Linked DNA regions of Mus musculus: all the other regions are linked to region 1. Evidence: chromatin contacts called from public promoter capture Hi-C data. All regions are on one chromosome and are shown on one strand. Each heading gives the region's core, a stretch centred on a gene start, on an enhancer-like site or on the middle of the called end of the contact. The rest is flanking DNA. Distances are from core to core; before and after follow the strand shown.

Region 1 (3,395 bases), core at 624-3,123:
CCAGCTAAAAGGTTTTTCATAGGTAACTGTCTAAGGGAGTTGCAATAAGAACAAACAGACATGACTACAAACTGACTCAAAGAGATGACATAGATTGTTAAATACATTGAATTCCAGACTTTAAAAAAAAAATGAGAACTTTAGGCACTCAGGGTCCTTTATGAGAAGCAACATGTGTCTGTATGAGTTTGACTACAGTGGAGAAGTCTGGGAAAGGGAAATTCAACATTCTTAGTCCTTGGCTTTTCTGTTACATCCAGTGGTTTTTTACACATCTCCTTCCCATAAGTTCAAGTTTTAGGACTTGGGATTAAGTTTCCCCAGAGCCTAGAAAAAAAAAAGTGGTATCTATATTTGATAAATGGTGAATGGATGAAGAATAGGCTAAGTCAGCTGTGGGTCCAGACCCCTTTGGGAACCCCGTCTCCAAAAAAGTATTTGCATTACATTAAGAATTGTAACAGTAGCAAATTACAGTTATGAAGTAGCAATAAAAAACAATTCTATTGTTGGCAATCACCACAAAATAAACTGTATTAAAGGACCGCTGTACTAGGATGGTTGGGAACCACTGGCTTAAGTCACACTAAGTATGGTGAGAAAGGAAGATTGAATTTAAATCCTTTACTCATAAATGACTTGATTACTAAAAAAACAAACAAACAAACAAAAAACCCACAATATTGAAAAGATGAGAAATCTGGACTGTGATTACCCCAATATTCCAGAACTTGGATCCAAACCCACTCAATTAGTGGTGGCTCTGTGGAGCAATGCTGAAAGGAGACAGAAAGACAGATAATCAAAGCTTCAAACTTTTTGTTTTCACATGTTCTAATGTTAATGTAGAAAGAAAAATTCCATTGTGTACAACGGTCTTAATTAGTTAAGTCCTAATTAGATATGCCTAGAATCCTGTATTCAAGCATACAAGACCCCAAAGACAGGAACATAGAGATGAAAAAGGATTGATCTTTTGTTTCGATTTGATGATTTTAGATTACCAACTACTTTAGCTGGACCGATACGGACACTACAGCCTGCTGTCTGCCCCTATGCTTTATGAAAGAGCTTACTCCAGGAAGATACTCAGCACCACTCTCCAAAAGGAGGAAATGAATACATTGTTTCTTGGAAACTGGAAGGAGTGGAGTATGGAAGGAACACGAAGGTATCTTAATCTGAGTCCTTAAAGTTTGCACATACCTCAAAAAAAAAAAAAAAAAAGTTACACACCAGTCGTTGGCAATCTCTCAAGTATAAAGCAGATCATAACACTGGACACTTATAGCGCCCAAGCTTAACCTAAGAGCTGACCAGAGAAGATCTGCAGCTTAAAGGACTGAAATATAGATAATTCGTGAAATGAGAAACACAGGTACTGAATATCACATGAGTCACACTTGTTACTATGCTGCTGCTGTCGGGATGAAGGTACGGTAATAAAAGTCTTTGTCTTGGGTACATTGTCTTGTTAAGCCTCCCAAATGCTCCTGGACCCAAGAAACATTGAGGTGCGCGCTTTCTTTGGAAGCGAGCACTGGATAGTACGTACAGAAGCTCCTCCTAACCCGTCCTGGGATCAGCGTCCCAGGCCAGCGGGGCAGCTCCTAACCCGGCCCTCCTCCGCCGGACAGGGGTGGGGCTGCCGAGAGACAGCGCGTGCGGCTCTGTGGCCACCCTTTCAGTGGTTTTGCTGGCCTCCGGTCTCGCTTACTCATTTCCCTCCCTGACTTTACAGTGCACAGTTGCTGCACTAAAAGTGGGCGTGGCTCGGAACGAATAAAACACGCCCCTCTCGTGACGTAAGCACTGTTGCATGCGGAAGTCCGGCCTTAATTCCAATCAGGTCCTAGCAGCTCTGAAAAGTAACGTGGCATACTATGTAAAACATTTGCAACTTGCCAAATCAGTCAAACGTAAATTATTTATTTAGGGGCTGAAAAATCACTTCTGCCTGATTTTTAGCTACAAAAACGAGAAAAAAATAGCATTTTTCTACTGCTTCTTGAGCACGTGTTCTTACCTAGCGATAAGCACCTTAAATACAGGGCGCGTGCGCGGGCAGGTCGCCGCCGAAAGCCTGCGAGATTACCCAGCAACTTTGCGTCTTCCCAGAGAGCGTCCGTGGTGGAACTGGGCAAGCATGGGGAAGGTGAATGTAGCCAAGCTTAGGTACATGAGCCGCGATGACTTCAGAGTTCTGACTGCGGTAAGGAGTACACCTTTCTTGCTTATCCATTCGGTGACGTCCTCCTCCTGCTATTCTAAGGTCGCTGGGAGCTGAGTGAGGGCTCTCTGATTTGTGGATTGTTTGCCGAGGCTGGGATCTGGGTAAAGGGCACCAAGGTCTGATTTTCATGAAGCTTTGTGAAAAAAAGAACTATCTTTTACTAAACATGGTTCTTCCTTTCAGCTTCTTTTGCTGCAGATGTGCTTACGTCTCTGTGGCCCGGGAAATTTCATTGATCTTTGGCTTCCAAACTAGGGGAGGGTGGGAGTTAAGTCCTCTAATAGACTCAGACACTTAATGTTAAAAAAAAAAAGTCAGCTTTCTCTATCAAATATAACAGCAGAGTGCAAAACAAAGGAGGAAAGGAGATGCCTCTTAGTCGACCAGCAAATCAATATGTTAACAATGTAGTCAGATAGTAAGTACCGTGAAGGTAACAAAGGATAAAGAAATAGAAAGTAGCCACGTGTTGGAAGGATACTGTCTTTGAGTTTTACAGTGATGGAGACAGAATCCAAGAATCTTGTCTTTACTGTTAATCGAACTACAAAGTTTGTCCCCACCCCCCGAACCAATGAATCTTAACTGCCGGAGAAAAAAGTGTCCTTGGAGAGAGTTGTAGAAGAGGTGTCCTTGGAGAGAGTTAGAGGCAAATTAGAGCAAAAACTCAGAGATGGGAGGGAGAGTCTTCATAGAAGAGAAAGGTTCGATATAATGGTTGGGGACATACATGGAAAATGAGAACCAAACCATATAAGCCCTTGCAGGCCTAGTAAACGATGTGTGTGTAAGCCCGTGATTTATTTTTATTTATTTTTTAATTCATTTATTTATTTATTTATTTTGGTTTTTCAAGACAGGGTTTCTCTGGGTGTCCCTGGCTATCCTGAAACTCACTCTGTAGACAGACTGGCCTCAAACTCAGAAATCTGCCTGCCTCTGCCTCCCAAGTGCTGGGATTAAAGGCGTGCGACACCACTGCCTGACCTGTGAATGTTTTAATTAGGAAGATGACAAAATCTGATTCTGTAGTTTTAGTGTTGTGGCACAGAAATCAGGACAGTTATGTAAGGTTAGAATGAGTCAGGCTTTGTTTAGGAGTTGCTGACTTTTGGTAAGGGCTGTGTTGCATAATAGGATATGAAATGTGAGTTGCCTGGTT
Region 2 (3,406 bases), core at 742-3,241, 4.2 Mb after region 1:
ACATACACACACACAAAGATAAAATGCATGTATATCACAGCATTGTGTGTTTCTGTGCCCACTTCAAATACTGCCCATTCTCACTCCTACCTCTCTGCTATCCTGGTCCACAGTTCCAACAGTCACTTTGTTCATGTCTATTCATATTGCCTGGCACCCACTAAGATGAACCAGAGCCATTTGTGAGACTGTGGGTTTGAAGCTATGTTCAGGAGCCTGATGTGCTCAGCACAGGATGACAACTAAAGCCAGTGATTCTTCTTCTACAGTCTATCCATTGCCAATGCCTGAGAGGTAAAGCCTTTTCCCTTTCCTAGATTGACCGTGGTCTTGTGTGGGGCCAGTGCAGGCAAGGACAGCTGCTCTTGGTTACTGATTGCAGTAGTTGTATGGAGTCTAGAGAACTCTAGACTTGGAATTCTTAGCCTTTCCCCCTCTCTCCCTTCTTATTTCCTAACCATCTCTTCTTCCTCCATGCTTCTCAGAGCTAGACATTGGATTGTAAAACTGACTTTTCTAGGGTTGGGACCACAAACCTTACTTATTTTCTGCATCTGGGACGTGCAAGATTCTCTGCGTACACCACTGTACTAGAGAGAGAGAGAGAGAGAGAGAGAGAGAGAGAGAGAGAGAGAGAGAGAGAGTTAGTTCTAGGTTTTATCTCAAAGCACTTTTGGAATCATGAAGACAAACTTGTTTCTGCTTTACTAAAATGACATGTCCGCCATCTAGTGGTGAAAGAAGTTCAATGAAGTATGAATTCAGTCCTGACTGTTGAGGTCTGTCCCTGTAACATAGCTGTAGCCATTTTGTTCCATGCCTGCCAGCTATTTCACATTGTTTCTGTAATATGCCAGTTAGTCATTGACACAGAAAAATAATTTGACTCAGAGCAGGGTCGTGTTCCACATACCCTGTTATCTTCTGTGTGTTCTGAAGTTGGTTAATCTTAAGAACTTTGAAAATTATATGCTCCACTTAGGACCAATCAGAATAAAGGTCAGATAGAACTGCTCTGTCTGGCTAGCAAAAATAGCTTGGGTCAGAGAAAACCACAGGTCAGCACTTCCTGCACCTGCATATGAGCGCATTGTGATTTTTTTCATTCTTAAACCAGTCCTGAGAAGTGTTTGTGGTTGTAGCTCAGCCCCCAAATTCTGATCAGTCTTAGGGTATGCATCCAATTATCTGTCCTTGTCTGACTGAGATCAGGGTTTGTGTGGCATGTAGGGCTACTGCTGGACCCCAACACTGACCACTGAGTTCTTGAGACAACCTCCCCCCTCCCCCAAATCCACGTTCCTGAAAAGTCTCTCTCCAAATCAAAATTGAAGTATTTGGTTTTGGTTTCTCATGTTTGTGTTTTGGGGATGGGACTCTGGCATCCGAATTTAGCCTGTTGTTTGGTATGCAGTATGTGGTGGAGAGGATGATAGTGAGATGGGGATCTTAGGTTGTCTGTTTTGCATCTGAAAGATTCAGAATTCACTATGGGGATCAGATATCGGGGTGCAGGGTCCTACCAGATATAGTTCTGGTCTAGACTGGCTGCAAGAGTGTGGGGAGACTGTGCAGAGCAACCTGAAGGGAAGAGCTGTGGCAGAAAGAAGCCTGAGACAGAGTGGGAGGGGCCGGTCTCCGCTGGGCGGGCCCACTCGCCCAGAAATAGAGGATGGAAGATGTGGTACATTGGCTGGGTGTAGAGGAAGGGTGTAGTGTGGGTGGGATTAGAAGACTGAGGCCAGGGAAGCTAGGAAGCAAGGTGTGTTAGCTTGGGAAGTGGGACTAAAAAGTCAAAGTCTGGAGTGTCAAGAATCCGGTACAAGACTGAGCTGGGGTTGGGGTTGAGGGGTAGAGCGGCTGCACAGTGTGGAATCGCGTGGTGGAGACCTGAGTATGGAGGAAACGGCGGGGCTCGCAGAACCGGAAAACTTACCTATACCGCAGGTACCTTTTGAGCATCCTGGGAGAGTCAGCAGTTTAGCAGCTGGCAGAGGCAGCAGCGGGGGATGGGGGAGAGGAAGTGGGAGTGGGGGTGGGGACAAGGGAGGGAGGCGCTCGAACCTTCCAGGTCCGAGGAGCTGAGGCGGGGCTGGGGAATGGGCAGGAGTGGGAGGGGAGCAGAGCGGGATCAATTTCCCCTCTGATCATAAGGATAACGACTCTCAAAATTGTGCTGTGGATGTCAGACCCTCGTCGATAAATTTTCAGTAATATTAACTGGAATAATACTATTTCTTTTTATTGACCTTCTGGCTGATCTAGTAGAATATTTGAATTTATCAGTTAATATTTGAAAACGCAGCTCTCTTTGCTATGACGGAAAGGACAAAGCTATTGAAATTTACAATCATCCATACTAACTTCCGTATTCTACCACTTCTCTATTTAAGAAAGTGGCATGTGGTGGATTCCCCATGAGCTTTTAGTCACGAAAGGAACTCCTGCAAACTTAAATGAATTTGATTGTACTGTTTGTTGTGAGTTTTACTGGTATGGATGTAAAAATTAAGTTTTAAAAGTAAACTGTCTATCTACTATTAATTTTCCATCGGGAACGTATGCAATCTGTGATGCAAATTGTGAAAAGAGTGGCGCCAGGCTTGGTGACACTCACGTTTTATCTCAGCACTCAGGAGCAAAGGCTATATAGTGAGTTCCAGGACAGCCAGAGCTATATGGTGAGACACTGTCTCAAAAAACAAAACAATAAAAATAATTACAAAAAAAAAAAAAAAAAAGAGGAGGAGAGAATAAATAATGAAGGAAGGAAAGAAGAAAGGAAGAAAGCAAACAATCAAGGAAGGAAAGCCAGCTAAGAAAAAGAAAAAAAAATGTGTCTTCTTGTTGAGGTCTGCCCCATCTCAGAATAGCTGTAGCCATTTTGTTCCATGCATGCCAGCTATTTCAGATTGTTGCTGTAACATGCCTGCCAGTCACTGACACAGAAAAATAACTTGACTCAGAGCAAGGTCATGCTGATCACGTATCCTGTTATGTTCTGTTTGAGGTTTGTTAATCTTAAGAATTTCCACAAAGCCTTACGTAGGACCTATCAAATTAAAGGTCAACATGAACTGTTAGTCTAAAATGGCTTGAGTCAGAGCAGAGCCCTTCCTGCACCTGAATGTGATCTCATTGTGCTTTCTGTTCTTTGGGTTTTTTTCCTCCTTTTATAAGCTTACAGGAAAAGATATTTGTGTAGTTGCTCAGCCCCTGAAGTCTACTACCTGACTTATGAGTCTTAGGTTGTGCCTTCAAAAAACCATCAAGGATCAGATGGCTTACAGAGATCAGGATTTGTTTGTGTGGTTTGTTGGGCAACTCTTGGACCCCAACACTTTTGCTGAGTTTTTTTTTTTTTTAATATTTTTTTATTCTATATATGTGAGTACACTGTTGCAGG
Region 3 (3,237 bases), core at 525-3,024, 4.1 Mb after region 1:
AAATATAGTGACGATCTGATCAGAAAATAGAATTTGGAAAATCATTCCTTAGATTTCTCTATTCTGTCTTTTCTTCATATACTGAGTACAGTACTGTGATAGACGTTTGTGTTCTTTCTAAATATTCTTTCATTAGTCATGGGCTACCTCAGAGAACACATGGATTATTACATTCAAGTTAGATCTGGTCACCTGTCTGAGGCAAATGAGATTGCCCAGAAACATGGAGATGATATAGCCACAACCATGGTGGGCAAGTGAATGAGCAGGACACAACAGGTGTCCTGCCTGTTGTAACTGTTAGAAGACATTGCACCTTATTGTATCTGAATTACAGTGACTTAACACTAGTATAAAACAAAATTTACTTGACTATGCTGATGTCAGATTGGAATTTTTTTTTTTTACAAATATAAACCTAATGTGAGTCCATGAAGTAGCATTGTTCTGTAATTGCCTTCCTTATATGTAGGTATTCATTCATATTACATCCTTCATTTTCTTCTCAGTGGAGGATACACTGATACCCTTCTGGTAAATGATCTCAGGAGTCATTGTAGAGAGTTGACTTGAGAATAACTGTAAAAGGAAAGTTAAGAAACACAACAGTGTGTGGAACTCAGACAATGGAGGAAAGAAATAAGCAATAGCTGTCCACTGCAGACCTGCCTCAAATCATCTAGAAACTCTGACATCTGGCAGAATATTTGCTTTACATCAATAACTTTTGAAGAATCTAGTGATTCTATCTCTCTCTCTCTCTCTCTCTCTCTCTCTCTTTTTCCCCCCACCCCCCGGAAAGAAAGAAAAGGCCTTTGATGTTTTAAATGGAGCCTTTAATATTACAAAGTCTGGGTCATCAAAACAGTAATCTTCATTATGGTACATTAGTTTACCCAAGTATTGTGAATCTGAGTGCATTAAATTCTTCTTCATCAATTTCTGAGAAAAAATATTTAAAAACAGAAACATGTACTCTGAGTTGCACCCTAAAGCTGATTACTGATTTCTCAATTATTTGTTTCATCTTGGTTTTTCTGAAAATCCATGCAATTATAGTATAAGAAAATGTTAACTCCCCAGAGGTCTACTTACAAATCACAACTGTGTAAGTAATGGAAACATAAAGTTAAGAAACTTGCAAAAGCTTTTAATGAAGTTTAAATCTTAAAACACCGCAATTTATATTAAACTAAAATTATGCAAAGGTAACTGGGGACCACTGATGTGGTTCATAGACATCATAGGCGGGTAGGACTTTTCAATGGCTTCTTCCTTTAAGCTGTTTATCAGGTAGGATTTTTCTTTATTTTAAAACGAAGACTATGTTCCACGTTCCTGAAAAGTCTCTCCCCAAATCAAAATTGCAGTATATGGTTTTGAGTTCTCACGTTTGCATTTTAATAGATGGCATTCTGGCATCTGAATTTAGCCTGTTTTGCTCTTTGGTATATATTATATGGCCCAGAGGCTCATAGTCCAATGGGGGTGTTAGGATGCCTATTTTGTATCTGACGGGTTCAGAACTCACTATGGGGGTCAGATACCGGGATGCTGCGTCATATCAGATCCAGTTCTGGTCCAGGCTCGCAACAAGCAGGTGGGAAGACCGTGCAGATCAAGGCCAGGTCAGCCTTACAGCTGGATCTGTGGGAGGAAGCCTGAGACCGAGTGGGAGGGACTGATTTCCGTGGGGCGGAGCCACTCACCCGGAAGCAGAGGATGGGAGGATGTTACACATTGGCTGGGTGTAGAGGAAGGGTGTGGAGTGGGCGAGTTTAGAGGAGTGACCAGCAGGGATACTGAGATGCAATGTGTGTGAGCCTAAGGAATTGAGGCTAAATAGTCAGAGCCTAAAGTGTTAAGAACGCGTTTCCGGCCTAGGGTCTGCACTGTGTGGAGTCGCGTGGTGCAGACTTGCCTGCAGAGCACACGGCCGGGGTCTCGCGGGACCCGTGAACCCCCAAAGCTACAGGTGCCAGGCGGGGCGTCCTGGGAGAGTCAGCAGCGCCGCGGCGGGAACAGCAGCCTGGCGGCCCTGGAACCTTCCAGGTCAGAGGAGCTGCGGGGCTGCAGAACGGGCGGGAGTGGAGCAGAGCATGATCAATGTCTCCGCAACTCATAAAGATGACAGCTCTCAAAACTGTGCTGTTGGATGTCTTACCCTCGTCGATACATTTTTCAATAATATTGACTGAATAGTGCTATTTTTAATTGATCTTCTACCCTCCACATATTCTCCTACGAATAACCTAGTAGAACATTTAAATTTATCGGTTGATATTTGCAAACGCGGTTCTCTTTGCTATGGTGGAAAGGACAAAGCTCTTGAGATTTTCGATTATCCATACTAACTTCCGTGTGCTACCACTTCCTTATTCAAGAGAGTGGCATATGGACCTAGGGACTATGATTCCATGAAAGCTTCTAGATATTAGTCATGAAAGGAACACCTGCAAATTTAATTAAGAGTACAATTTGTTGTGAGTTCCACAGGTATGGATGTAAACATTAACTTTTAAAAGTCAACGTTTTATCCACCATTAATTTTTCATCTAAAACTCTGTGTATTCACTCTGTGATGTAAATATAGCGTTGTGAAAAGGGTGCCGCCAGGCTTGGTGACACTCATCTTTTATCTCAGCAGTCAGGAGACAAAGACAGATGGATCTCACTGAGTTTGTAGGCCAACCTGATCTACATCGTGAGTTCCAGGACTACCACAGCTACATTGTGAGACCCTGTCTCCAAAAACTTAAATATAAATACAACAACAAGACAAACAAGGGGAAGGAAGAAGGAAGGATGGATAAGAGGGAGGGAAGGAGAGAAAAAAAGTAAGGAAGGCAGGCAAGTCAGACAAAAAAAATTTTTTTTTGTCTTCTTCTGAGTTCTTAATGTTGCAAATTAGAGCCTGGAAAATCACAGTATGCTGTTTGAGGGAATCAGGCTACAGGGTTTTCACAGTTAGACAGCATTTGGTGGTGGTACACACCTATATTCCCAACACTCCAGAGGCAGAGGCAGGTGGAGTTCTTTGCCAGCCTGGTCTACAGAATGAGTTTAAGGAAACCCAAGGCTGCACAGAGAAACCCAGTTTTGCAGCAAAAAGAAAGAGACAGAGAGAATGAAACAAAATTAAAAGGCATTAATTATAGTATATGACAATATTAGAAATAATCTTGTGAATAATTATAACTCATCTACATCAGAAAATATCTGCAATCTTGTTTTGTT
Region 4 (3,496 bases), core at 59-2,558, 4.2 Mb after region 1:
AAAGGTGTGCGCCACCACACCCGGCTTAGCACCAGCTTTTAAACACAGGTACACACAGAGAAACTCTGTCTATAATGAATGGATGAATAAATACCCCCCCCCCTTTTCTATTATTAGATATATCACAAACACAGACACACACACATGACAGCATTGTGTGTTTCTGTGCCCACTTCAAATACTGCCACTCTCACCTCCTACCTCTTCACTATGGTCCACAGTTCCAACAGTCACTCTACTGTGTTCATCTCCATTCATTTTTGCCTGGGATCACTGAGATGAACCAGAGTCATTTGTGAGACCTTGCTGGAGTCTGATGTGCTCAGTATAGGATGACAACTAAAGGCAGTGATTCTTCTACACTCTATCCATAGCCAACATATAGAGAGCTGTTCCACTTCCTAGACTGACTGTGGTCTTGTGTGAGGCCAGTGCAGGGAAGGACAGTTGCTGTTGGTTACTGATTACAATAGTTGTATGGGATCTAGAGGATGGTGTGTCTTAGCCCTTTTCCCTCTTTCCCTTATTTCCTAACCTACTCTTCTTCCTCAGTGTTCCCAGAGCTGGAGTTGTTATAGAGTAACAGACTTTTTTATGACTAGAACCACGTACTTTACTTTTTTTTTTTTTTTTTTTTTTTTGCGACTGGGCTAGCCAAGAGTCTGCATCCACCAGAAATCTGTCATGAGAAAAGAGCCTCGTGAATGACTCACAGAAGACAAATGCCTTTCTGAGTTAGTAAAATGACATCTAGTGGTGAAAGCAGTACAGTGCGGGATGACTTCAGCCCTATGCTGATGACAAAACGATGACTACTGACTTCTTTAGACACCTTTCTTTTTTTTTTTCAAAATCCAAGTTCTTTGAATGTCTGTACCATAGTCAAATTTTCAGAATTTGGTATTGGCTTCCTATGTTTGTGTGTTGGGAATGGGACTCTGGCTTCTCAAGTTAGCCTGTTATTGTTTGGTATGAAGTATGTGTCCTAGAGGCTAGTTTTAGGCTATTTTGCATCTAAAGGATTCAGTACCCAGGATGGGGATCAGATACCGGGGTGCAGCGTCCTATTAGGCCCAGTTCTGGTCTAGGCAGACAGTGGCCACTGGGAGGCTGTGCATAGCGGGTCCGAAGCAGCCTGACAGCTGGAGCTGTATGGCAGGAAGCCTGAGACAAAGTGGGAGGGACGTGTTCGCGGGGCAGGGATATTCACCCAGAAACATGGTGGAAGGTTGTTAGACATTAGGTGGGGGTGGAAAACATAGTGTTCCGAGTGGGAGGAGTATTCCCAGTGGGAGGAGTTAGGGCAGTGACGTGAACGGAAGCTGGAAACTGGGTGTGGGAGGCTGGAAACGTGGGACGAAGAACCAGAAGTGTCAAGGACCTGTCAGGTCCAGAGCTCGCGGCCCTGCCCCGTGGGGAATCGCGTGGTTCAGACCTGGGGTCAGAGGACACAGAGGACTTCGTGGGAAGCTAAAACTCCAGGCAGCCGCGGGTGCCTTGCGGGGCATCCTGGAGGAATCAGCAATCAGTCGCAAAGCGGCGAGAACCGGAGCCAGGCGGCCCTGGAACCGCCCAGGTCAGAGGAGCTGTGGGGTTGGAAAAGGGCGGGAAGGGAACAGGGTGTGATCGGTTTGTCTTCTGCTTCTAAGGAACCTGGCTCGGGAATTCTGCTGTAGATGTCTTTCTTCCCTTGTCGAGAACTTTTAGCTCACATAAATCGGACTAATCCTGTTTTTTTTTTTTTTTTTTTTTAAATTGACTTCTGAATGCCAAATGTTCCTATTAGAATACTGTAGTAGAATATTTGAATTTATGTATTGATTTTTGAAAACCAATTCTGTTTGTTCAGGTTAAAAGGAAAAAGCTCTTGAAATTTACATTCATTCACTCTAACTGGCCTGTTTTACCAGGAGACTTACAGTGACTTGGCATCCCCGGATATCTTTTAGATACTATATATAAAGGAGTGGTTGCAAATAATCTGAAAGAATATTTTATTTTTGCAAATTACATAGGTATGGTTGTGAACATTAACATTTATAAGTAAACTTTTATTTCTCATTATTAATTTATTTACTTTACACTTCTATCGCAAACACCACCCCTCCCCCCACTTCCTCTCCTCCCAGTCCATTCCTCCTGCTTCTCCTCCACCAATTTCCTCCTCCATTTCTCCTCAGAGAAGGGGAGGAGTCCAGTGGCTCAGCCAGTCTAGTTGCAGTAGGACTAGGCTTATCTACCATTGAGGCTAGACAAGACTGCCCAGTTGGAAAAGGAATCCAAAGGCAGACAACAGAGTCAGAGACAGGCTCTGCTCCAGTTGTTACAGGGCCCACATGACAACTAAGCTGCACATCTGTTACAGTTCACAGTTAGAAAGGACATTATAAGCACAAATCTTTAATCCCTATCTTGGGAAACAGGCAGGTAGGTCTAGAAGATCCTTGTCATCCTGGTATACAGACATGGTTTAAGGACAGTCAGGGCTATGGAGAAATCCCGTCTATTGGAAACGGGAGAAGAAAAATGAAAACACGAATGAAACGTATTGTTGTAAACTATAAAACTATAAAGCGTCTTTTGAAAAATTAACTCTTCTATATTAGAAAAATGTCAATAGTAGTCTTTTGTCTCCTTTCTAGTAAAGGACTCTATGGACATACAACCAAACTGTAATTTTTTAGTTCTTTTGTTTGCTGTGTTTGATCCCTGAGCCCATTCTGTTGCTACATCTGGACTAAACTCACCTTGTAGACCAGGCTGGAGTGGAAGTCACTGAGTTCCACCCAACTCTGTCTCCTGAGTGCTAGGATTAAAGGTGTGAACCAAGACAAATATTTTTACTGCTGTTTTGTACTTTGTGGTCAGTTCACAGCCACTGGTGTGACTGTGGACTTCTTCAAGAAGGAGGGGCAATGTCAGGACCATGCTGGGGAGGCTTTGTACAGAGACTGGATGTTGCAGAATTACAGCCGTCTGGTTTGTATGGGTGAGAATAGTTTGCTTCCAGCCTCCCTTGCTCCTCCTCAGGGTTTTTGGTGTTTTATTTTGCAAGCTTTTGGGGGTATAAGGATTTTTAATCCCTTTGGGGGTATAAGGCGTCCATCATTTTTAGTCCAGGATAAATAACGACCTCCCTAGTATATAATATTCTCATCCATATCATTCCATTTCATTTTTGCCCACCAGCTTTCACTGATCTATAAATAGAAGTGAGGTTCAACTTATGCTAACCAAAAATGCTTTCTAAATATTTTCAATATTCTGAAACTGCATGAGAATTGGGGGGGATCATTGTGCAATCCTCTCTTAACCTACTGATCACAGTACTATGTTACAAATCCAGGTGCTTTTTGAAGAATCACTTTCTCATGTACAGGGTTCGCTGATCACCCAGACCTGCTTATCTGTGGAAACCTAGAAGGTGGAGAGGGAGAACACAGTAGCTAAGGATCCAGGTATGTTGGAGGATTGGTGAAGGGATGGTAAGGGATTC
Region 5 (3,529 bases), core at 769-3,268, 4.6 Mb after region 1:
TCACAATATTTAGAAACTAGAATCAATCTAGATGACCTTCAACAGAAGAATAAATAAAGAACATGTAGTACATTTGCACAGTAGATTATTACTCAGCTGTGAGCAGATCTAGCTGAGCAGTGGGAGGCCTGTATATAGGAAAGAAATTCTTCAGAATGCACCTGAAACTTTTCATAAAACAAAAATGAAAAATGGTTACACTTGTCCAAAGGAGACATGGAGGAAGAAAGAGAAAATATCATGCCAAAGTCTCGTTTTCTGTGAGGATTTCATTTTACTCTATGAGATGTGAGACTCATTCATACACAGTTCACACAAATGCAGAGTTGTTTTCCCAGGACCTCTTAGTAGGGGCAAGGAAGACTACAAGAAAACTATTCTGACCCACAGAATCAAGGCTGCTGCACTTCTCTAACAGGTCTGTGAAAAAAAGCCCTGACTCTAGGGTCTAGGTGTTCTCACAACTACAAGAAGTCCAAAGTCTGAGAAACTACTAACAACAAACTATGAAACAAAAATAAAAACAAAATAAAACAAAACAAAAAAAAATAGTTTGGTCACATGTGCGTGGACACAGTGCTTTTCTTGAACTAAGGAGACATTTTTCTGATGTAAGTGAGCAATCACAGTTATTCAAAAGATGCTTTCCTATTTTTAAAAACTCTATACTGACTTTTCTATCTATAAAAACATCTTCCTCTCACAGCATGCATACTGGGCTGGACTATATCACAAGAGGAATGGCTAACTTAAGTGCCTATTAACACATCAAAGTCGACATTTTTGGCTAGAAGCTTTCCTGGCTCCTGGTTTTTCTCTTGGTCCCTCCCTGACCCCCATACCTAGTTCAGTCTGGACTCTTCAAGTGGCCTCTGGTTGTTTTCTGGTTCATACTGTAAAACCCAAAAATACCGTGTAAGCACCACCTTCGCAAGAACCAGGTACCTTCTTGGAATGCTGGGAGTTTTAGTTCTTGAGAAAATTGCAAAACCTCATGCATGGGAAAGTATGGTGGCCTATAGGTTTGTCTTTATAAAGCTCTGGAGCATGTGACCAAAGTCCATCTCTTGGTTAGTATTTAACAACCCTTACTCAAATGGTGGAATTGTTTGTTTGTTTGTTTTCTCCAGCTAATCTGAGCATTATCATGACCTACAATTAACCTTCTCCTCAGCCACACCTTTGGACAGTCATCATCTCATTTTCATTCAGCCGTAAGGTGTGATGTTAATAACTAAGCATATGAAGACACATGTCTGAATGCTGTATTTACATCAAAGAGAGCATGCATCTAAGATGGAACTCTAACGGGGAGCAAAACTTTGGTCAGTAAAACTTAATGTTTACAGTCATAATTTTGGTGCTTCGTAATGTATATTTTCTGATTCACTCAAATGTGTACTGGTTCCTCATAAGACTAATATCTACAAAGCTCTCTGGGAATGCCTATTTCCCAGGCCAGAGGCCACTCTCTCCTGAGTAGGCAAATGATGGGTCAAGGGAGTTAAGAAATCTAAGTTCGAGAAGCTTTGTAACTGCTGTAACAAAGAGAACCCCGTGTGCAAACTACAGTACTGCAAATGTTCTACGACACTATTTTCGGAAACCATTCTGGTAACCATAAGATAAATGAAACAAACAAACAAACAAACAAACAAACCACGATACACCCAGTTCATAGGATCTCAAACCTCCTGACAATGATAAAAATCCACAGCAGAATTGTGAGCGCGGCGTCCTTAAGAGCAACTGCAGAAAACAAGCCCCTGCTCCGCTCCAGCCCATTTCCCAGCCCCGCAGCTCCTCTGACCTGCAAGGTTCCAGGGCCGCCGGGCTGCGGTGCCCGCGGCTGCGCGGCTGATGGCTGACTCTCCCAGGTCAGCACAGGAAACCGCATCTGAGGAGAGTTTACGGCCTTCGAAAAGAACCAGGCCAGGGTAAGTCGCCCGCAGTGGGAGTAGAGACAACTTGGCTCCAACAGGTACCTAAGGGGACGCGGTTCCCAGTCTCTGGCCACGATCTTTGGAGCGGCTCCCCTAGCCCCGCCCAGGACACCACGGTTCCGGTCACGTGACAGCGCTAACGCCTTCAGGCCCGCCGCTTTCACTTCCTTAATTACGTTGGTAGAGTCCGTCCAGCTGCGTTCTCTTCTAGGTCGCCAGCTCCAAATGTCCAGGCCAGAATGACGTGAAAAGCCACCATTCCCCTTGCTACCTGTGTAATCCATGTGTACTCGAACTGAGCGCTGGTTTTTCGGCCCCAGTTTCCTCCGGAAACCGGAAAGCTCCTCAGACGCAGTTTCCTGGCTGCGGACCTGGGAGAGTCAGCAGCGCAGCGGCGGGCACCGCAGCCCGGTGGCCCCGGAAGGTCCCAGGTCAGAGGCGCTGCGGGGCTGGGAAACGGGAGGGAGCGGAGCAGCGGGGTGTTTTACGCAGCTGCTTTTATGGATGCCGCTCTCACAGTTCTGTTATCTTACCGTTGTCGGGAAATTGAGATCCTGTGAACTGGGGGTCTATCATGATTTTTTTTTTCATTTATCCTCCAGTTATCAGAATATTCAGTTGTAAAATAACTCATTAAAAATGATAGAGCAGTTGCATTATCTGCTGTTTGCTATTGTGTCAATCACAAAGCATACGGGACGTAAATGTATTCATGTTTCTAACACCCGTGTTTTACTAATTGCTTATTCAAGAGAATACCTTTTACTTCGCTAAATAGAACTTTGTATTTATACTAACCATATGAAGAACCAGTACAGATTCTTTTTTTTTTTGAACGAGAAAATATACTTTATGTTATGCTATGGTTGTGATTGTAAACATTAATATTTACTAAGTAGACTTTAGTGTTGTATGCAGTTTCGGATGTAAATAAAGCATTCAGAAGTGCGTCTTCATATGCTGAGTTCTTATGGTACACCTTAGGGCCAGGCAAGCTCACTATTGCTATGTGAGTGTATCAGACCACTCTATTGTTATGATTAGAAAACCCAGTATAGATTAAAGTTTTAGAAAGCATCTTTTGTACAACTACGATCACTCTCCTGTATCAGAAAAAAGATCTCTGTGGTTGAAGAAAAGCGCTCTGCACCTACATATGTGGCCAAGCTTTTTTTTTTTTTTTTTTTTTTTTTTTTTTTTTTATTGTAGGGTTTGTTATCATCAAGTCCTGTGGTTGTGGACATCCTGTAGGAGTGGGAATGCTTAGACTCTGCTGACAGGGATTTTTGCAGAGATCTCCCTTTGGACAAGTGTAGCAGTCTGGTTTCTATGGGAGACAATAGTTTTCTTGCAGTCTCTCCAGCTTTCTTTTCAGGATTCCTGGGAGAATGACTCTCTTTGTGTCTGAGCTATGTGTGAATGAGACTCACATCTCACATAGTTAAATGAAATCTTTAGATTAAAAGGGACATTTTTATTTCTGATATTTACTCTTTCCTTCACAGTTTCCTTTTTGGAGGCATCATTCATGAATGTATTTATGTATTTATTTATTTACTTTCAACACAGCAAAAGCTTTATTTGTA
Region 6 (3,310 bases), core at 240-2,739, 4.3 Mb after region 1:
GGTAGAACTAGAAAACTCATTCTCTAGAGAAATTATACAAATGCAAAGAATGTAGTAAATCCTGTATTGAATTATCTCATCTTAAAAGGCATTACAGAATCCATACTGGTGAAAAGCCTTATAAATGTGATGTATGTGACAAATCCTTTAACCAGTGCTCAAGCCTTAAAACACATCAAAGAAGTCATACTGGGGAGAAGCTTTACAAATGCAATGCATGTGGAAAGTCATTTCCTCAGTTGTCAGCACTTAAAAGCCATCAGAAATTGCATACAGGAGAGAAGCCTTATAACTGTAAAGAGTGTGACAAATCCTTTATTCACTATGCCTCATATAGAAGGCATCAGGAAACTCATTCTCTAGAGAAATTATGCAAACACAAAGAATGTGGTAAGTACTTTCTTGAGTTATCACATCTTAAAACACTTTCCAGAATCCCTACTGGTGAGAAGCCTTACAAATGTGAGGTATGTGACAAATCCTTTATCCAGGACTCACATCTTAGACGACATCAGAGAGTTCATACTGGAGAGAGACCTCACAGATGTAAGGTGTGTGACAGATATTTTGCAAAGGGTTCAACTCTTCGAGCACATCAGAAAATTCATACTGGAGAAAAAAACGTAATAAAGCAATGATTGTGATATACCCTTTATCTAGCATACAAGTCTTAGAAGACATCAGAGAGTTCAGATTAAAGAGACCTTACATCTGTAAAGAATGTCACAAATCTTACTCGGTGCTCAACTCTAACAACACTTCAGAAAATTCATACTAAAGAAAAAAATACCCTTCTAAATAATGTGCCAGAGCATTTATCCGGTCTATACTTACAAATCACACCAGTATAAATAATATAAACATAAATATCTGGACATGGTGGTATAGAACTTTAATCCCAGCACTTGGGAGACAGTGCCAATTGGATCTGAGTTTTGAGTTTCAGGTTTTGGCTTGCCATTTTGTGTGTGTCCGTTGGGGATCGGACTCTGGCCTCTGAATTTAACCTGCTATTGTTTGATGTATGTAGCCCACAGGCTGCTAGTCAAGTCGAGACTATCTTGCATCTGAAAGGTTCCGAATCAAGAGTGTGGGGCAGGTTCTGGGGTGCAGTGTCCTACTAGATCCAGTTCTGGTCAAGGATGGCAGTGCTCATGGTGAGGCTGCGCAGAGAATGTGCAGAGCAGCCTGGCGTCTGGAGCTGTGTGGAAGGCAGCCTGAGACGGAGTGGGAGGGACCGGTCTCCACGGGGCGGGAAAACTGGTCTAGAAAAATAGAGCGAAGAGAAAACTAAAGCCCGCATGGAAGGCCTGGAAAACTCAATTGGACAAGGGATTTGAACCAGTGGGCTGGGTCAGAGAACCTACGTAACCGGAACCTATCTATAATAGGCGGACCCAAAGGCGGCTCCAGTGGCCGCAGGAGGGAGGGGCCGGAAAACCCTCCATTCTCTGAGAGGAAATCTTTGTTTAAGGGCTGGACGGCCGACACTGGCCAGAGTTTCAAGTAGATGTGAAAACTTCCTGCAGCCACTGGAGCCTCGTAGAACGGTCTGGGAGACTCGCCGGTCCGCACCACAGTGGCGGGAACCGCAGCCCGGCGATCCTAGCATCTCCCAGGTCAGAAGAGCTGTAGTAAACAGGTAGGAACTGGACCAGGGGCATGTTCAGTTTTCTGCTGCTCATAAGGATACCGTTTTCACAATTCTGGTGAAGGGTAATACCCTTGAAGATAAGTTTGAGAACATATGAAATGGGACACATGCTGATTTTACCATTTATCCGTGGTTTCCAGAATATTCTCAAGACTGTATCCCTTAGACTAATTGAGTTTATGTTTTGACCATTGAAAACACTATTCTTTTTGCTGTTATGCAAAAACTAAAACTGTTGGCATTTTCTAACGCCCTTGGTCTACCCGTTTCGTATTCAAGAGAGAGGAATTTGACATGGAGACTTTAAGGTCCCAGAGAGCTTGTTAACTACCAGCCCCATAAGGAGTAACTGCAGATTTTGATCAGTTTGTGGATTTTTTTTTTTTTTTTTTTTTGCTAAGCTACACAGTTATGTTTGTAAATTTTAACAATTCTTAAATAAAGGTTTTACTCATCACTCATTTTGCATTTGAGATGCATACACGCTGATGTGAATATAACAAATATGTGTTCTTATGCTGAGGTTTTAAGGCACACCTCAGGAGTCCAGAGAAGTACAGTATGCATGTTGAGAGTGAGGATAACAGGCCACACTGTTTACATTAGAAAACAGTATGTAATGGGACAAAGTTAGAAAGTATCTTTTCTGATGCAAGAAACACTCTGACAATGGACAAAGGGCAAACTGTTGCTTTGTAATTTCAGGGTTGTTGACATGCGGTGAACTTCTCTCAGGAAGAAGAGGAAATGCCTGGACCTCACTCATAGGGTTTTGTACTGAGATTGAATATTGCAGAATTGCAGCAGTCCTGTTTCTGTGAGTAACAATAGTCTCTTGCACTTTTCCTTGCTCCTCGGGGTTCCTGGGGAAATTACTCTGCATGTGTGTGAGCTGTGTGTGAATGAGATGAGCCTCACATCTCACAGAAGAAAGTGAAAGCCTCAGAGAAAAAGACAAAGTTTTCATGAAATTTCATCTGTTCTTCATGTTTGTTATTTTGGGATGTGTAAGGCTTCTTTCGTTTTTGTTCCATGATGAAACTAGATACTCAGTAGTTTATAATATCACTCCAGTAATACAGATTCATTTTTTTCCCTTGAGTTTTGATTGAGCTATGATTAGAAGTAGGATTCAAGTTATGGAAACTCAAAATGCTCCCTGAATATTTTCAGCATGCTGACCCTATGTAACAGTTGGGGGATCATTTGTAGAACCCTCTGTTCCCTTTTCTGTATTTCTGCTGAGCATAGTACTGTGTTAGAAATCCTGGTACTTACTGAAGAATCTCTCATATGCAGGGCTTGCACTTTTCAGCTACACCTGCTTATCGTCGAGCAGGACAAAGTGCCCTGGAAGGTGGAGAGAGAGGCATCAGTAGCAAAGGATCCAGGTATGTTGGAGGATTGACAAAGGGGTGGGAAGGAGTTTAAGTGACAGTGGAAATGGGACATGAAGTCAGTTTTGCCACATTCTGTTGTAGAGATTATTCTGGAGACTTCCACTGAGAATAATGTCCTCAGGATTATCCTTTGTAAACTTTAGAAGATTCTCTATGTAAGAATAAATACTAGGAACAATTACAATTTGATTGGATTTTGATTGTGAATGATGCTATCCCTCTTCCATTCATATTGCTAATCATGTATTTGTACCAA
Region 7 (3,456 bases), core at 771-3,270, 4.4 Mb before region 1:
TGAAGGTGCAGCCATAGTTGTAGTTGATGGCCCCGGACTGAAGGGGTCATGCAAAGGATTTGAGGATTGGCACCATGAAGAGAGCCTATGAGAGGCTATTGGTGAAGCCTAGTTGGAGTAGAACACCCCAGTGTATTGGAGATGTCAGTACCCTGGGATGATCACCAAGAACAAGCCGTAGTGGAGTGGATCAACCTGAGCTTAGAATGCTACTGAGGGCAGAGCTGGAGAAGTGATGCCAGCCCTTAGGAGCCCAAAAGATCAAGTGGAATCCCAGACACTGAAACAAGAAGCTGTAACATTGAAATTGCCTTGGAGACTCAAAGCTATTAAAGATGCCAGAGCCATGGGATACGTGCTAAGGAAAGCTGCTAACAGGGAGTGGAACCAGCCCAGGAGAAAGCAGTTGTTGCAGTCAACAAAGATGAAAAAGGAGTGGAGATCTGAAGACCGCTTTGACATCAGCCATGGAGACGCAGAGTTTGGAGTTTACCCAGCTGGTTTCCTGTCTTTCTTTGGGGATTACAGTTAAGTGATTGGATGAATCTCAGAAGAGACCTTGAACTTTGGATTTTTAATATTGTTGAGACTGCTATAGACTATGAGGACTTGAAAAGTTTGACTAAATGCATTTTTTTTTGTTTTTGTTTTTGTTTTTTTTTTTTGAGGCAGGGTTTCTCTGTATAGCCCTGGCTGTCTTGGAAATCACTTTGTAGACCAGGCTAGCCTTGAACTCAGAAATCCGCCTGCCTCTGTCTCCGGAGTGCTGGGATCAAAGGCATGTGCCACCACACCACCATAGCATTTTGCATTATGCTATGTTTAAGTATGGCCCCCCATAGACTCATGTTTTTGAACAAGTCTATGGGGGGCCAGGGAGTGGAGCATGATGGTTTGTATATTCTTGGGCCAGGGAATGGCACCATCTGGAGGTGTGGCCTTGTTGGAATAGGTGTGACCTGGTTGGAATGGGTGTGTCACTGTGGGTGTGGGCATAAGATCCTCACCCTAGTTGCCTGGAAGTTAGTCTTCCACTAGCTGCCTTTGGATGAGGACATAGAACTCTCAGCTCTGCCTGTGCCATGCCTGCCTGGATACTGCCATGCTCCCACCTTAATGATAATGGACTGAACCTCTGAACCTGTAAGCCAGCCACAAGTAACTGTTGTTTTTTATAAGACTTGCCTTGGTCATGGTGTCTGTTCACAGCAGTAAAACCCTAACTAAGACACAGGTCATCCATACAGCTCCGGTCTGACGCCTGTGGACAGGTTTCTCCCTACCGGAAAGCATCCTCTTGCAATTCCCCTTACCCTAAGCCCTGTCATCCTTAGGAGGCCTGCAAAGGGGGTGGGAAAAAACCACCGGGAACTACTCAGCCAACTGCCTTCTGCTTTCTTAGTGTTTTCTAATCAGGGAAGACATAAACCCATTAAGTAGAAGAGGAAAGCTGTATAATTGTTATGGAAACATTTGATAGCCACTGCTTCTTAGACTAATAAGTCCACAAAGGGAAACAATGTCCTTTTACATTTGGTCGAGTGGGTTGGTTTTTGAAGTCACTGAATGTTGCAGAGTTTAATCAAGAAAGATGAACCTCGCCTTCTAATCCGGACTCTTACTAGTTAACTGGCAAGCTGCACCCGGAGTCCGCAACCCCAGTCTCAGGGGCAACAAAGATGAACACACGCAAACCTGCGACGTGATTTAATGTCAGGTTAGGCCCCAGGGAAGGTCACTCCGGGCATAAATTAACTGGGTCAGAGGGGCCCTGATTACTCCATAATTCTGACCAGCAGCAGAGCCTTGGCTTTCCGGAGGAAAGTCTCCAGGGTTTCCCAGAAGCAGGAGTAGAAATAGAGTGGAAGCTTTGCAGCTCACAGCCAGAGCTGGACAGGGCGGCCCGAGGAGGGGCGGAGCCACACCGCGGGGCGGACGGGGTTCCCCGAGGCGGGGCGGGGCCAAGGCCGATGGTGGGGGCGTGGCTGTAGCAAGCACGCGGCCTCTACCAATTTGGCACAGGGGAGACGTTGCCTTCCCAGGATGCCGCTCCGTTATGCGCCGGGCCGTCCGTGTCGCCGTCCTCCCCTCCGCTGATGGGCGCTGCGGGCAGGGTCACCGCTTCGCTGTGTCCTTGCGGACGCCGGGCGGACGCTGCCTAGCAGACGCGCGCCTGCGAGCGAACGGCCGTGTTCTGAGGAGAGCAGCGGTCGTGTAAACCTCAATAATGTTGTGTCGGGCGGCGTGCAGGTGAGCGGCAGGGCCCCGGGGCCTCGGCGTCCCCTACGGGTGGGTCTCGGGGCGGCGGGCGTGGCTGGCTCGCCGTGTCAGTGGCGTGACCCGCCGTCCTCTCTGTTCCTCTCAGCACGGGCAGGAGGCTGGGCCCTGTGGCCGGTGCCGCGGGCTCCCGGCACAAGCACAGCCTCCCAGACCTGCCTTACGACTATGGCGCGCTGGAGCCACACATTAACGCGCAGATCATGCAGCTGCACCACAGCAAGCACCACGCGGCCTACGTGAACAATCTCAACGCCACCGAGGAGAAGTACCACGAGGCTCTGGCCAAGGGTAGGTGCGGGGCCCCTGCACACGAGGATCCCGGTGGCCGGACGGAGGTCTGTTTCGATGCCGGGGAATACCTCCGTTGGTTCGCATAAACGTCCTTTCCTATCCCGGAAAACACAGGACCTCACGAAAGTACTTGACGGACCTTACTGTTGTGTCCTTTTTTGTCACCCGTGTTGCTAGCTAGCATTGGTGGTGGTCCTTTAAAGACAGCTCTCGGACGCTGCTCCTTTTTGCGTAATGAATATTTAGTTTTTGTTTTGCATATGAATATTTAAAATATGCGGTTGTTATATAACGTGGCTTCAGGAGAGTTTGTTTTGCTTATTTTTCAGGTAGCCTTGGCAGCCATTTGCAGGAGGGTTGAGAGTGCCCGAGCTGGGTCAGCCAGGTGCCCTTGGGTGAGAGGGTGGTTGGGGCTAGAAGTGGCTGGGGTTTTGCTGAGAGCAAGCGATATTGGTGGCCTGGCAGCAGGTGCAGGAGAGGGTCTGAAGTGGCATCAGAAGACTGCAGTCCGAGTTGTGATTATTGTCACCGTTGTGGACAACAATAGGATTAGTTCAGTCTAGGGCTGGGACTCCCTGACCCCTTGGATATCTCTGGACATCCTGTTTCACACTCTTTACCCTTGGGGGGGGGGGGAGGAAAAGACAGGAACGAGCACTTAGCTGCAGAACAGGCTAGACTTGGTACTTTTGGGGTCAAAGTTCACAAGAAAAATAGCTATTTTGTGAGAAACTGAGTATCTGTCACTGAATGGAACAGTAGGCAAGCTTATTTATTTACCTATATTTTTAAGCGCTCAGCCAACAAAATCCATAGTGCAGAGTTCTGTGTTTGCACCCCTAGATGATGTATATGGGAATGCTATAGTATTAAAAAACCTCTGTG

What was found. Promoter capture Hi-C pulls out the DNA fragments that hold promoters and counts their contacts.
Region 2: a promoter capture Hi-C map of pre-B cells shows a contact between it and region 1. The contact joins the promoter of 9330136K24Rik here to the promoter of Riok2 in region 1. A contact is called at or near these places in 3 of 39 promoter capture datasets (cranial neural crest, maxillary cranial neural crest and pre-B cells).
Region 3: a promoter capture Hi-C map of pre-B cells shows a contact between it and region 1. The contact joins the promoter of Zfp53 here to the promoter of Riok2 in region 1. A contact is called at or near these places in 3 of 39 promoter capture datasets (liver and pre-B cells).
Region 4: a promoter capture Hi-C map of liver shows a contact between it and region 1, with 3 times the contacts expected there. The contact joins the promoter of Zfp948 here to the promoter of Riok2 in region 1. A contact is called at or near these places in 2 of 39 promoter capture datasets (cranial neural crest and liver) and 1 of 484 Hi-C or Micro-C datasets (muscle stem cells).
Region 5: a promoter capture Hi-C map of liver shows a contact between it and region 1, with 4 times the contacts expected there. The contact joins the promoter of Zfp942 here to the promoter of Riok2 in region 1. A contact is called at or near these places in 4 of 39 promoter capture datasets (hippocampal neurons, liver and pre-B cells) and 1 of 484 Hi-C or Micro-C datasets (B cells).
Region 6: a contact with region 1 is called in a promoter capture Hi-C map of pre-B cells. The contact joins the promoter of Zfp760 here to the promoter of Riok2 in region 1. A contact is called at or near these places in 4 of 39 promoter capture datasets (cranial neural crest, frontonasal cranial neural crest, maxillary cranial neural crest and 1 more).
Region 7: a contact with region 1 is called in a promoter capture Hi-C map of pre-B cells. The contact joins the promoter of Sod2 here to the promoter of Riok2 in region 1. A contact is called at or near these places in 2 of 39 promoter capture datasets (cranial neural crest and pre-B cells).

What each region holds. Positions count from the first base shown.
Region 1 is chr17:17,372,459-17,375,853 of GRCm38.p6, forward strand. Riok2 (RIO kinase 2) reads left to right here and starts at 1,874. Exons shown (of 10, transcript NM_025934.2): 1 at 1,874-2,212. The coding sequence starts at 2,147. It overlaps Gm36768 (predicted gene, 36768), which reads right to left and starts at 1,758. Exons shown (of 4, transcript NR_168690.1): 1 at 1,556-1,758; 2 at 716-776.
Region 2 is chr17:21,533,887-21,537,292 of GRCm38.p6, forward strand. 9330136K24Rik (RIKEN cDNA 9330136K24 gene) reads right to left here and starts at 1,992. Exons shown (of 3, transcript NR_131123.1): 1 at 1,937-1,992; 2 at 542-585. Zfp52 (zinc finger protein 52) reads left to right here and starts at 1,653. Exons shown (of 5, transcript NM_144515.2): 1 at 1,653-1,947.
Region 3 is chr17:21,487,214-21,490,450 of GRCm38.p6, forward strand. It overlaps Zfp53 (zinc finger protein 53), which reads left to right and starts at 1,775. Exons shown (of 5, transcript NM_013843.3): 1 at 1,775-2,052.
Region 4 is chr17:21,565,670-21,569,165 of GRCm38.p6, forward strand. Zfp948 (zinc finger protein 948) reads left to right here and starts at 1,309. Exons shown (of 6, transcript NM_001002008.2): 1 at 1,309-1,576; 2 at 3,380-3,458.
Region 5 is chr17:21,960,446-21,963,974 of GRCm38.p6, forward strand. Zfp942 (zinc finger protein 942) reads right to left here and starts at 2,019. Exons shown (of 6, transcript NM_001199048.1): 1 at 1,811-2,019. Zfp943 (zinc finger prtoein 943) reads left to right here and starts at 2,114. Exons shown (of 4, transcript NM_001025373.2): 1 at 2,114-2,374.
Region 6 is chr17:21,706,252-21,709,561 of GRCm38.p6, forward strand. Zfp760 (zinc finger protein 760) reads left to right here and starts at 1,490. Exons shown (of 6, transcript NM_001008501.2): 1 at 1,490-1,642; 2 at 2,360-2,471; 3 at 2,954-3,045.
Region 7 is chr17:13,005,819-13,009,274 of GRCm38.p6, forward strand. Sod2 (superoxide dismutase 2, mitochondrial) reads left to right here and starts at 2,021. Exons shown (of 5, transcript NM_013671.3): 1 at 2,021-2,250; 2 at 2,366-2,568. The coding sequence starts at 2,228.